2 separate regions of the Mus musculus genome follow, and region 1 is linked to region 2. Evidence: chromatin contacts called from public Hi-C data. All regions are on one chromosome and are shown on one strand. Each heading gives the region's core, a stretch centred on a gene start, on an enhancer-like site or on the middle of the called end of the contact. The rest is flanking DNA. Distances are from core to core; before and after follow the strand shown.

The links. A called contact is a pair of places that touch in the nucleus more often than the background predicts.
Region 1: a Hi-C map of bone marrow-derived macrophages shows a contact between it and region 2, with 43 read pairs. The contact joins the promoter of Bmp2 here to the enhancer-like site in region 2. A contact is called at or near these places in 2 of 39 promoter capture datasets (hematopoietic stem and progenitor cells and liver), 5 of 484 Hi-C or Micro-C datasets (bone marrow-derived macrophages, liver and nephron progenitors), 2 of 115 datasets of contacts at active chromatin or transcription factors (both in bone marrow-derived macrophages) and 2 of 9 other capture datasets (liver and pancreatic islet).

Annotation. Positions count from the first base shown.
Region 1 is chr2:133,547,986-133,553,932 of GRCm38.p6, reverse strand. It overlaps Bmp2 (bone morphogenetic protein 2), which reads right to left and starts at 1,774. Exons shown (of 3, transcript NM_007553.3): 1 at 582-1,774. RefSeq lists promoters at 809-1,124, 1,614-1,812, 809-3,685 and a cis regulatory region at 2,786-2,796.
Region 2 is chr2:133,456,659-133,462,732 of GRCm38.p6, reverse strand. No RefSeq gene overlaps it. Among named protein-coding and RNA genes, the nearest start is that of Gm14100, 3.4 kb to the left of the region's middle. Within about 2 kb of position 3,807, at least 27 of the 459 cell types and tissues checked have an H3K27ac peak or open chromatin away from gene starts, as enhancers often do. A contact at or near this core is called in bone marrow-derived macrophages, where this site is marked.

The sequences.
Region 1 (5,947 bases), core at 525-3,024, 93 kb before region 2:
CTACGCCCCTAACTATTTAAGGTTGACCCACAGGCAACCCTGTCCCCCTTCCCCAGACTCCTGTGCAGTCAAGAAATCCATGCACCTTCCTGCAATTAACTAAATAGATAGTGTTTATGAATGCACGTGTAAGCTATGACACATTCGCATAGTCAGTAAACACACATGGAGAACCCCAACTTTTAGTATCTTCCTAAATGGGACCTACTTCTTAAGGATAGCCAAGGATCTCTAAGGCTTGGAGTACTTACTGGTCAGCAATGAACTAGTAAAATCTACTGGCCATACTCTTTAAATGGATTTCTGCATTTTTTTTTTTGAAAGCCCAAAACAGCCCTTATAATGTATCGAAAACTTGGGGAGGAGGAACCGGCTGGAGGAAGGTCGCAGGCCAGTGGGCAAGGCAGAGGGATCTGGGGTTTGGAATGCCTAACCCCTCTAGGGATCCGCTGCACGTGCACCGGGTGAGGGTATGTTTACGTCCACTCCACTCCACCAGTCCTCCCAGGCGCCCTGCGCCGTTGGGCGGGAAGCGGTGTCACCCGCCAGCCAACCCCGGGTCCCCGGCCCGTGTCCTCTACCTTTAGGAGACCGCAGTCCGTCTAAGAAGCACTAGGGGGCACGTCCATTGAGAGAGTCTCCACATGGAAAAAGCTCTGTCCGAGGGACCTGGAGCAGCAACTGGGCTTCTGTTGCTTTTCTTCGCCTCCTCCTCCTTCTCCGGGTGTTCTCCCTGTAGGGAACTGTGTCTTGGGGTGGGCCCAGCGGGCTGAGGAAGAGAGGTGATCGGGCTGGAGGCGGCAAGACTGGATCCGCCGGGCGAGGACACCGGCGCGAAGTGGGGAGCCCAAGTCACTCTCCCGGCAAGTTCAAGAAGTCTCCAGCCAAGTGCTGACACACAGCCTCGAGCAGGGGGAGGAGTGCGGGGCCGGGACGGGAAGGGAAGGCTGAGGCAAGGCTGCTGCTGTCGTCGGCCTCAGGGACCAGCGCTGGCGGGGCGCGGGGCTGGCTCCGGGACTCGCCGGGCGAGGGACGGACGTTCTGCGTTAGCTGGGCCGCGACCCATGGCTCGGGGCAGCCATCGTGGGCGATGCCGTGTCCGGGCAAGGGCGCAGCGAAGATCTGGGTGGCGGGCGGGCCGCCACTCTGCATCCCTCAGCCTGACTCTGGCGCACCCCCATCAGCGCTCGCCAGCAGAGCCCGCACGGCTGCGGCGCCCCGGCGTCCTGGGGCTCATTCTCGAGACAGTCCAGCCGCGCGTCTCGGGTTGCCAAACCGGGTGACCTCGCGCTCCGAGCCCTCGGGCCAAGTGTCTTTTGTGGCAGCCTGGGGTCCACTCACTCTTCCGCCCGCTCGCCTTGGGCGCTCACTCCTGGGTCAGAGTGGCCCCGCATTGAGGGTAAGACTGTGCTCCGGACTCCCGGTTCTTAGCGTCGGTCCGCGACTCTAGCTTCTCCCGGACAGCCGAGGCCACAGCGCCAGGCGCGCACAGTCTGGAGTTCCAACCCGTGTCGTGCCAGTCCCTCGAAGCCGCGGGTGACCCTCGCGTCTTTCGCCGGGAGGGCGTCCGGTGCCTGGTGTCGCCTGGGGAGGCTACGTCCGGGGCTGCCAATCCCGGGCGGGCTGTGGGAAGCGCAGCGGCGGCGGGCGCAGTGCGAGCAGGGCTCTGCGCGGCAGGGCGAGGACTCCGGCGGCGACGACGGAGGCGCCGTGGCGCGGCGCTCGCGGCTTTTAAAGGAGACGCCGCCTGCCGGCTCCCTCCCGGCCGTGGCCGAACACCTCCCCCTCGGAGGCGCAGCGCGCCGGGGATCCCCGGGCGGGCGGGAGCGGCGCGCAGGGGTGTGGACGGCGCGCCCTACGGGGCGGCCGCGGTGGAGCGGGGCGGGGCGAGCGCGCGGCCGCTAAGGGGTCGCGTCCCGGATGAGTGTGAAGCCGACCCCCGGGACCTGGATCCGCGCCCACAGCTGCGGGAGACTAGGGCAAATCCAGAGTCCACTGGCCTCTGAGTTCCCTCATTGGGCCAATATTCAACTTGAGTTTGAAGTTTTTAGGTAAGAGCACATTAAAAAGAAGAACAGAACTTACAAGTTATTAGACATTTTGGCAAAAATGTGAGCAAACGCTTCTGTTTTGAATGGTGAGAAGAAAATGTCGAGAAATAGCCGATACACATCTGAGTGCATTATTACATTTTATAAATATTCATACATTTATATTCAAATAAATGAATCTAATAAAAAGATGCATATATTTTATATGTATTTATTTATGTAAATTATAAAAATACGGGTACAGGTTTCTGAACATAGATACACACTTGTAAAGTGGACATCCCTTCTAGTGATGTGTGTGTGTGTGTGTGTGTGTGTGTGTGTGTGTCCATGTGAGGGGACAATGAGAGTTAATAGAAATTCTCTTTATAGAAGCGATCACTTCGATACTTGTGATATTTATCTTCCCTTCCACACCCACCTACTCCAGAGTCAGGTAACAAGACAATTCCGGTTTGAGACCTTTGAATTTTCTGCCTGGTCCTCTCTCTCCACTGGGTCTCCAGCAGTAAGGCTCTGGCTGTGGCCAAGCCAGTTTTCTTCCTCAGCTGGAAATGTCCCCAAAGCTGCTGAGCCAGGATTCTTTTTTGAAATCTTTCCATTTCTCCCTACATTCAGGAGCCTTCATAGTACCACCACTGGCTACCCACAGGACCCCCAAAACTATGGGCTGAGCATTCCTGTAGAAGACCAGAGTGAATAACGTTACGTTGTGAACCAGATCTTTCCAGTTTGCAAAGCAAAGACCGAGAAAGACCAGAAGCAGGGGCTTTAATGATTTTTTTACCCACGTGTGCTAGCTTTTCAGTCGGGGAGCTAAAATAACTCTAGGTTCGTTCACCTAAATCGGATTAGCAACCCACAGAGGGAAATTAGGCCCTGGCTGTTTCTAGAGCTGTAGAGGTCAAATAAGGTATTTTTGAAGGAAGGCTGTCTACAAGGGAAATTAAAGGAGAGGAAGGGATAGATCCAGCAATTTGCGATCAGCTACTGTATTCCTTTTTAAAACGTGTTGCAGAAGTTGTCACTCTGAATCATGAGACACCAAACAAGGCGGCAATAAAACACTCCACTCAGACGTGTAAGTGTGTAAGTCAAAAGGGCTGATCGCCTCTGAAGCCATTTCCTTCCCTATCAAGTTTAATTGAGAAGTTAACCATTGCTTCTGTCATCGCGGAGGCGGAAGGAGCAAAGCAAGAAACTCCGAACCTATATGAGATTTAAATGAGAAAGTTGCCTTTAATGAGGAAGAGAAAGCTGACAGCTGTTGGACCAACCCCAAGAAAAGATGAAAATGAAACCTTTGGTGATGACATCAACAATGCCTTGCAGCTTTGGGCCTCTGGAACACCAGAAGAGAGAGTTTGGCCGTTTAGGATATCCTTAGTAATCAAGTCTCTGAGGTAAAATGGATGCCTCTGGACAGTTACTCCACCTTGGTGGTGCCTGCTGGCTTCTTTTTTGTAGCCCAGAGAGGTGCTGCTAAAAAGCCTTTCCCAGGAACTTTCCTCAAGTTTGGCCCAATTTCTCTGAAGAGCACTCGACTGTTGTTTTTTTAGAGATGGCTGCCCTCTTGTGGTGGAAATGAGTGTAAACGCATGGGACCTAGAAGTGAATCCAGTTTAAATGAATTCTCTGTTCTTTGGAATACAGTGTAGATGGTCATGTTCAGTCCATTTTTCATGCAATTGAAATTGTAGAGAAGAAACAAATACAGAGACTTATTGCTTTTTACACTCTATGCTGGTGGCCTCCTCCCACCCACAACAAATAATGTGTGGTTACTTAATACTTTGAGGGGGTACTATCTGTCTTCTCTGAAAATGTACAGTGCTTGCGGACTTGCTCGATCTTACCATTAACAAAGTTTTTCTCAGTATCTGCCAGTTCAGAAGGCGAGAGTAGCTCTGGAGTAGCTCTGAATTTATCCTATTTAGCGTCTCTGTTAACAAATATGTAAGGGGTTTCCAGTGGCCAGGCAGTCCTGGGGCAAGCTAAGGTGAGAATTACAAGTCTGATCTTTGTAAGAAGGTCCAGACACAATGTATCAGAACACAGTCTACTGGTTAGGACTCTACATAAAGGAGGCTGCTGCTATTCTATTCTAGTCCGTTTTTTGCCAGGTTTTCAGGAGATATCGGAAATCCTCATTTGTGTGTGGACATGACCTGGGATGAAATTAAGTACTTAAAGAGTCATACTTTGGCAACTTTTCCTTGAGCAGTTCAGCCCAGATAATGTTTAATTTTATTGCATCCTGCAGCTATTAGCATTCAGCATTGTTCCTACTAGGTGGACCATTATGCAAATTCACATGAAAATAATGATCCCCATGTATTGTAAAGGTCACAGCAGGCGTGACATGATCCATCTACCTTGTAATTGTCATTCCATTGTAACCTGTGGCAACTCCCCTGAGAAACCTCTTAGCCTGTGCATCATTTGCTGCTGATGCGACACCCAACCCTGGCTCTCCTCACTCCTGATTCTTTCCTAGGGACCAGAAGCTACAGCCGAGAGTAGCATTTGCTCTACCTAGGGCTCACCTAGTCAGTGTTGGATTAGCCACAGTAAGAATGATGGGTGGAGTGATTTGTAGGCCAAACTAGGCCAGGTTGGCCAAGTCACATTGTTTTAGACAGCCATCAAATCTTGTTTAATTACCATATAGCAATATACTTGCATATGTGACCAATGATATTAAAATGTTTTGCTATTGTATTAGGTTGGAAGAGGGAAAGGGGGTAGTTACAATCTCTTAAGATAAAAGAAGTAATGTTTTTTAAAAAGGAGTCAACCTCAGTATTAATGTTTTTACAAGGTAGCTATGGAGTCAGAGTTTTCACCCAAAGCCTCTGTATTGAAAAACCCCTCCCATCTAAGTGTTATAGGTATACTTTTGGAGATGTGACTGGATCATAGGGACCAGTGTATTTATCTATTGACAAATTTCAATTTGGAAAGCTTTATGGGCAGTGACATAAGTGTTAGGGAATGGGGACAGGTTGATGGAAGTAGTCACTGGAGACAGGCTTTCAAAGTTTCTGCCTGTCTCTTCCTGGGGTCCAGCCTGTCACTTCCTGGTTTTTATCCTATTGTCTCTTCCTGGTTTTCATCCTGTTTCCCTGTCCTGGGTTCCTTCCTGTTGCTCTCTTGCTTCCTGACCACCATAAAGCAAGAGGCCTTCTCTCCCATGTGTCTCTCCTCCATGTTCTTCCTCACTGCAGGTCCAAAGAAAATAAATGGAGCCATACACCGTAGACTGAAACTCCTGAAAACATGAGGCAAAAGAAATATTTCTTCTTCTCAAACTGTTTTAGGTATTTGTTTCATTGTTTCAGAACTAAAAGCAAAAGCAAACAACAACAACAATAAAAGCAAACTGACTAATACTACCCAGTCTATAAATCTTTACTGAGGATCTATGAACTTCACAACACTATGTTACTTGGATCCGGTGCATAAAGACACATAAGCTCTGCACATCCTTTATTTAGGAGCCTGTGGAAGAAGTATGATATGTTCAGAGGTAAAGAAATATAAAGCATAAGACATATGACAAGGACACTTCAGGAGAGCAAAGAGTTGCTGAGGGACTAATGGGAAGCAATGTGAAATTAGTAAGCTTATAGCAAGGACAGGGTTGCAGATTGGATGTGAACTCTCCCCTGAGGGCTCCCTATCTGGTGGTGTTATTCCAGGAGGTGGTATTATAAGAACATAAGAGGTAGAGCCTTGATGGAGCAAGTAGGTCACTAGGGCAGTGGGTCTTAAGCTTTTACATCCAGATTCCCAACTGATCTGTGTTCCCTGCTCTGCTGAGATGTGGTCCTACCCATTTTGGTCCTCTACCAGCACAACTTCACTAAGACATACTGCCTTCTAGTGTGAGAGCC
Region 2 (6,074 bases), core at 2,558-5,057:
TGATAATTTCTGTACTTTACCAGTTGTGTTCATTTTTCGTACTGTGCTTTTGATAACAATATTCAGAGACTTCCAAGAAAAAAGTGTTTCCTTCAAACAAGCTCAGTTGAAAGAAATCAAAGATGGGCATATCTACTCCATTGTGGGTAAGCTTTATCTTCATGTGGTTTTAGTTAATATACTTTATGAACAAACATTGTTTAAAGAGATATTTCAGGTTTCTAGAAGGAGGAAACTGATGAACTCTTAGTATCATCCTTAGAAACATCCTGGATTGTATCCACAAGTACCAGGATCCTCCCCTACGACTACACAACAAAAACATCTGTAGATACCAGCAAATGTCTCCCAGACATGTATTTATTGTACTACCACCATCCCTGTACTTGTGAGCTGCTGCCCCAGTAACTAACCTCTGTCTATATTATGGTCATAACCCTCCCCCCAATAAAAAATCTCCATTGCTCACCACCAGCTTCATTCTGCTTTTGCGACCGAAGGATTTAAAAAGTAGATTCCAACTTATTATTAGAAGAGATGCCTTCCAGAAAATTCCATTGAGAGGAAATATCTTTTCTGATTCAACTCTTCATTACTTCCCACTGCCTATTACCCACAGTGGAATGATTCCTGTGTTTGTGCATGTGTGTATGTGTTTTCTGAAACAGCAAAATCCAACCCAACATTAATCCACTTTCCATTGCAGCCTTCTTTTTCTACTGAAGAACTAGTGTTCAGCAATGATCAGGTAGCTGTCTGGCCCTCCAACATTCAAAGAAGGCACTGTTAGGAAGACAAAGCATCTGTCTTTGGCTACCGCTTTGGATGGGAGGTACACGGTCTAATAGTTTTGTCGTTTGGGGCTTGTGACCAGGCAAATATTTTAGTAGGAAGAGGTGGCAGAGCAGACTTTTGCCCTATGGCTGCAAAACAGAAGAAAGAAACAAAAGACCAGAGTGCCTCAGCTTTAACTCGCAGGCCTTTGAGGGGTATTGAAGATCACCTTCAGGGCAGAAGATCTGTCAGGTGTTCTGGATAACATTCCTTATTTAGATAAGCTTATACATGATGGTAGGACATATGCATAGTGAAACATGTCATTACATAGCATGTTCTACTGTTTACAAAGCACTGTTTTTATTTACTGATTCCAAGGATGCCTGGCTTGAAGTCAGTTTGTAGCAGATCCCAGCAACCCTTGGGCCAGATGGATTAGATCATCAATGAGGACTGTAATGGGATTTCAGTATGCTTGAGAAGGAAGAGCTGGGTTTTTCTAAGATCTCTATGTGTATACAGTTGGGCAAACACACAACCATAATGACTTGTCCCTCCATTAAGTGATTCTTCCTCTCCTAAGATGTATTCAGTGTCCTTGTGTAAGTCTAGAATGCATCAACTCCCTTCAAGTGTTTGAGAAAGAACTAATCTTCAAATTATCCAACCTCATTTTACTTCAGGGACAGTTCTATTTGTTTATTTTATAGCCTGCCTCATTCCAAAAAAGGTTTTGAGGAGAGCAAGGAAACTGAATGGCACGGGTCAGTGAGAAAGAACCTAGAAACGACATTCCCCAATTCGACACTATTTTCTGAAACAATGTCAAGTCCTTACAAGGATGGGAAAATAGCTAAGCCACATACCGTGAAAGTCAAGGATTCTCGCTTAGGGAATACGTGTCCTGGAGCTACTGTCCTCCCAGGACATTCGTGAGCTTAGCAGTTTGGAATGTCAACAAAAAGGGTGACTAGGGGCAGAGGCTTGCAGGAGGGTTTGTGGCCCACTCATTGATCAATGCATGGAACAGAAATGGAGACAGAACTGGAAGTTGTGTGGAAAGAATGTGTAGCATGACCACTTTGAATTAGCCTGCAAGAGACATTTCTCTTTCCCTAGCCCAAAATGACTTATAAGAACCCTGAGCAGACAGGCTTTCTGAGTACTGTACAGTGAGAAGATGAAAATCTTCCCATAAATGTTTGTTTTCCAGTATCTTTCACTGATCAGTCTTGCACATATACAGTCCAGCCAAGAAGATGTGATCTTTTTCTTTGTGTTATAATTTACTTCAAAGCTGAACCTGGGCTTGAATTTTATTGTGTTCACTCCTAAGAAGAGAAAGGAAGTCACGGTGAGAGTAAAGAAGGGGAGGAAAAGGAAAATGTAAGAACCTAGAACATAAGGGGCATGTTGGTGGTCCTTACTCCGATTCTGTCTTGCAAATGAAGAAAGAACTTGACAGCACATATCTTTTACCACATCTTAGGTTACTGGATTGCACAGTGTCTAAAACAGTGGGTAGATTTTAATCGTCCAGTAATCTAGTGCATAAGAGTATGATAACACATCAATGGAGTAACCCCATCAAGAGGACTTGGGAAGAAGAGACAGCTAGAGATAAGATGTGACCTCAGGGAATCCAATTCATTCCTTTGTCATTTGCTAACTGTGTTCATTGTTCTACAGAATGCAACTACTTGAAATTGAAGTACTATGTTCTCTAGACTGTGAAAGATATTTGTGCGGGTTGAAAAGATGTCACAGTTTCTATGATAATTGCTCCCATTTATGATGAAGCCTAATGTTTTGCTTATTCAGAATGGATTGGATTTGTGTTGTGATTCTAGTGAATAGGGTATGGCAGAAGCCATTAGACATCACATCTGGAGATAGGCTATAAAAAGATCATCTTTGGTTCTCCTCTCTCTGTCCCATCTCTGTCACTGTCTCTGTCTTGGTGTCTGTGTCTATCTCTGTCTATGTCTCTGTGTCTGTCTGTCTGTCTGTCTGTCTCTCTCTGGAACAACCAGCTATCATGCTGCAAGGTCATCTAAGCAGGCTTTAGAGGGGCCCCTATGGTAAGGAGCTGAGGCTTGCTGTCATCCTTGTGTGTGAACATGGAGGCTGATCATCTCCTACTTGAGCTCAGGGGAGACTCACCAAAGCTAACAAAGTGACTTCAATCTCAGGAGAGACAAAGACAGAACCATACTATTAAACTATTCTTGAATTTCTAGATGTTAAAAACTGAGGCAATACACACTCACTTTAAGGGCTATGTTTGGGAAAATTTGTTAGACAATAAAAGATAGCTAATACAACAATTTTGATGGGTGGGCGACAAGCTGAATAAATTAAACAGCAAGGCTGACTATGAGGTGTGCAGCACAAGGCTAACCTTTCAGTCATACATGGGTATATCAAGGAAGAAGCACTAAAAGCTGGCTAATACACTGCACAGAGTAACATTAATTCCATATTTCTGTATACTTGGCTCTGCTTCAAAACTTTCATGTGTCTTAATTCATTTAATCCATAGAATAACTTATGAAGTGGGTCATATTAATACTCCATTTCACAGATAAGCACATGCAATCATAACGAAGTTGAGTAACTCTCCTAAGATTATATAGGCTCCAAAAGACAAAGAAATGATTAGAACAACAGTTTTGTTCACCCCAATGTCTTTCTAGGAAATGTCTTGACAGCAGATTGGTAGATGTTCTGTCCCATCCAAGGTGCACTCTATAGAAATGATCCATGGGTACAAACAAGAGCTCAGAAGTAGAGGCAGTCACTGCTCTCCGGACTCTGAGATGGGATGGTGGAGAGTCAAGGTCATCAGAATATAAAAGACTTGTAATTTGTATTGAACCTGGTAGTAGTGGTGCTTGGGCAGCAAGAACAGGTAGTTGAGATGTTTTTTAGTTTATGACATAAGTGAGCAGAAATGGAAACATGGCCCCAAACCACAGCAGATAACAGGGAAGTTCAGGTCAGTGAGCATTTCCTCACAGAGCCCACGAGGCAATGCAGCCTCTGTTTCTTCCCCTGGAGTTTCCCTTTAAGAAATTTTAAGTACAACACTAAAGGAGGGGAGGGGTGAACTTCTACAGAAAGGGAAGAAACAAGCGTGCATTAGAGTCAGCTGGTTTGAAACCAACTAGGATTGTCTCATAAGTCATAGAAACTCAGGTGACCCTCAGACCTACACTCCAAATTCTCCAGCTGCAAATGAAGATTCCTATTATACTGATCCTAATTAGGGCTTTGATAATCCACATCGCAAACTGATCTTGGTAATTCATAGTTACCCGTTCCTCTCCTTGGAATTGGCAGCTTCTCACAATGAGAGATTAGTGAAGCATCCACCCACCGACCTACTCATCAGAGAAGATGAAAACAATTTTCAAGAGAAAGTTTCCAGAATTGCAAACATTTATTCATAAGCAGGTACCAAATGCTACGCTGCCTGGCTTGACGTTTTTTCTGCCCAGGCTTGAGTTTTTGTCCCACCCAGAAGCTTCACTTGAAACTGATGGCAAAACAATTCCAGGGGCAAAATTTAGCCCAGGGCAAGTAGCAGAATCTTCCCATCAGTAACCAGAGATAGGAACATTTCATAACTATAGGCTGAAAATCTGTTTAGAAGTTTACTGACTCTTTGGAGTCAAACACTCTGTTCACTGAAGAATTGGGCACTGTCACATCCCCCATGGATTACCCCACTGGTGACCATGACACCAGAATGCTTCTGATGTCGTTTGCTAAATTTCTGATGTTCGTCAAGAATAAAATGAGCTGCAGGGCTTATGCTTGAAGCATAGCAGTGTCCTAGTAAATCATATCTCAAAATTATATTTTTATTTTTGTTACGTAAATATTTCTACCACACAGATTTCATGCTGATAACATTCTTGAGTGTAGTCATTCTTGAATGTAGAGTTAGAAAGATTTGGGCAACTAGCATTGAGCTGGTTCAAATTGGCTCCACATCACAGTTAAATATGAATGTTAAGATTTGAATCCTCCAAATGCTCACTACCTAGTTCTGATGAAATGCCCATTGTTGACAGATTTCATTCAAGTCAATTGCTTCATGACCCCGGAATTAACATCTAAAAACAACATTCATTTAAGGAATCTTGTCACGACAGCTAGGACCTGTCTCTGAAGGTTACAATGACAGGGATTGGCCACATCTGTGGTCTCCCTTAAAGACCTGGCTGGGGAAGAACAAGATTCCAAAGTCAATCAGGAGGGCATGAGCCACAGTTTGTATGGAAAGTTAGCTGGAGGCCATTATAATCCCTTGCCTTGTGGCTTTGTGCTGCTTGAGGAAAGGAATGGGGGTTAAAACAGAAGGTGGAACAGCCTCACCACTTGCATGTTATCTTTGTAAGAAGCAAGTTATAGTACTTCACATTCAAGCAAAAAGTGAATGCCAAGAGGTCCCGATCCCTGCCAGCTAGTTTCAAAGCAACATGGCATGAGCTCCCAGACCATAGCAAGTTCCCTGTTTCCATGCGTTCCACATCCATGGCTTCAACACACTCCGGGGGGTGGGGGGGGGAAGGCTTTTTAAAAAATTGTGCCTGTACTAAATCTCTATCTATCACTGTCTTACCATGAACTGCTAATCAACACAGTACAACAACCACTTCTTACACAGTATTTATATTTTTAAATACAGCTAGGAACCTGGACATGATTAAAGCACTTGGGAAAATATGCACAGGACATTGGCAAATACCATGCCCTTTGTGTAAGGGATTTGAGCATTTTAAGGTGTGTGTACCTGTGGAAGTCCTGAAACCAACCCCACATGGAAATCAAGAAATACCTGTATACACAGAAAGGACCGTCAAAGTAATGCCAGGCTGTTCATGATGAACACATTTTTTTTTCTAATTAAAGCAAAAGCAACAGGAATTAAGACAAAGTAAAATGCTCTGTAACTTCTCCTTTTCTTATCCTTAAGGTACAGAATCGAGAAGGAACCATGTGGAATTTGCAAGCTGGTAGTGATAGGCTTCAATTTGGCTAATAAAATGCTGAAAACATTTTAGATTCTTAATGCATGAATGTTCTTTCTTCTTCACCTACAGGCTGCTTCACATAAAAATCAGTGCACAATGTGATATTGTTGGCCTGGTCCCATGAATGATTTGAATGTGGGTCGCCTTGCTGGTGACAGTGGCAATCTAAAGCACAATGCAATCTCCATTTCTACAAAGCTATAAATAAACTGGGTAGAATATAGAATATACCCCTATGCTATATAGCCTAATCCA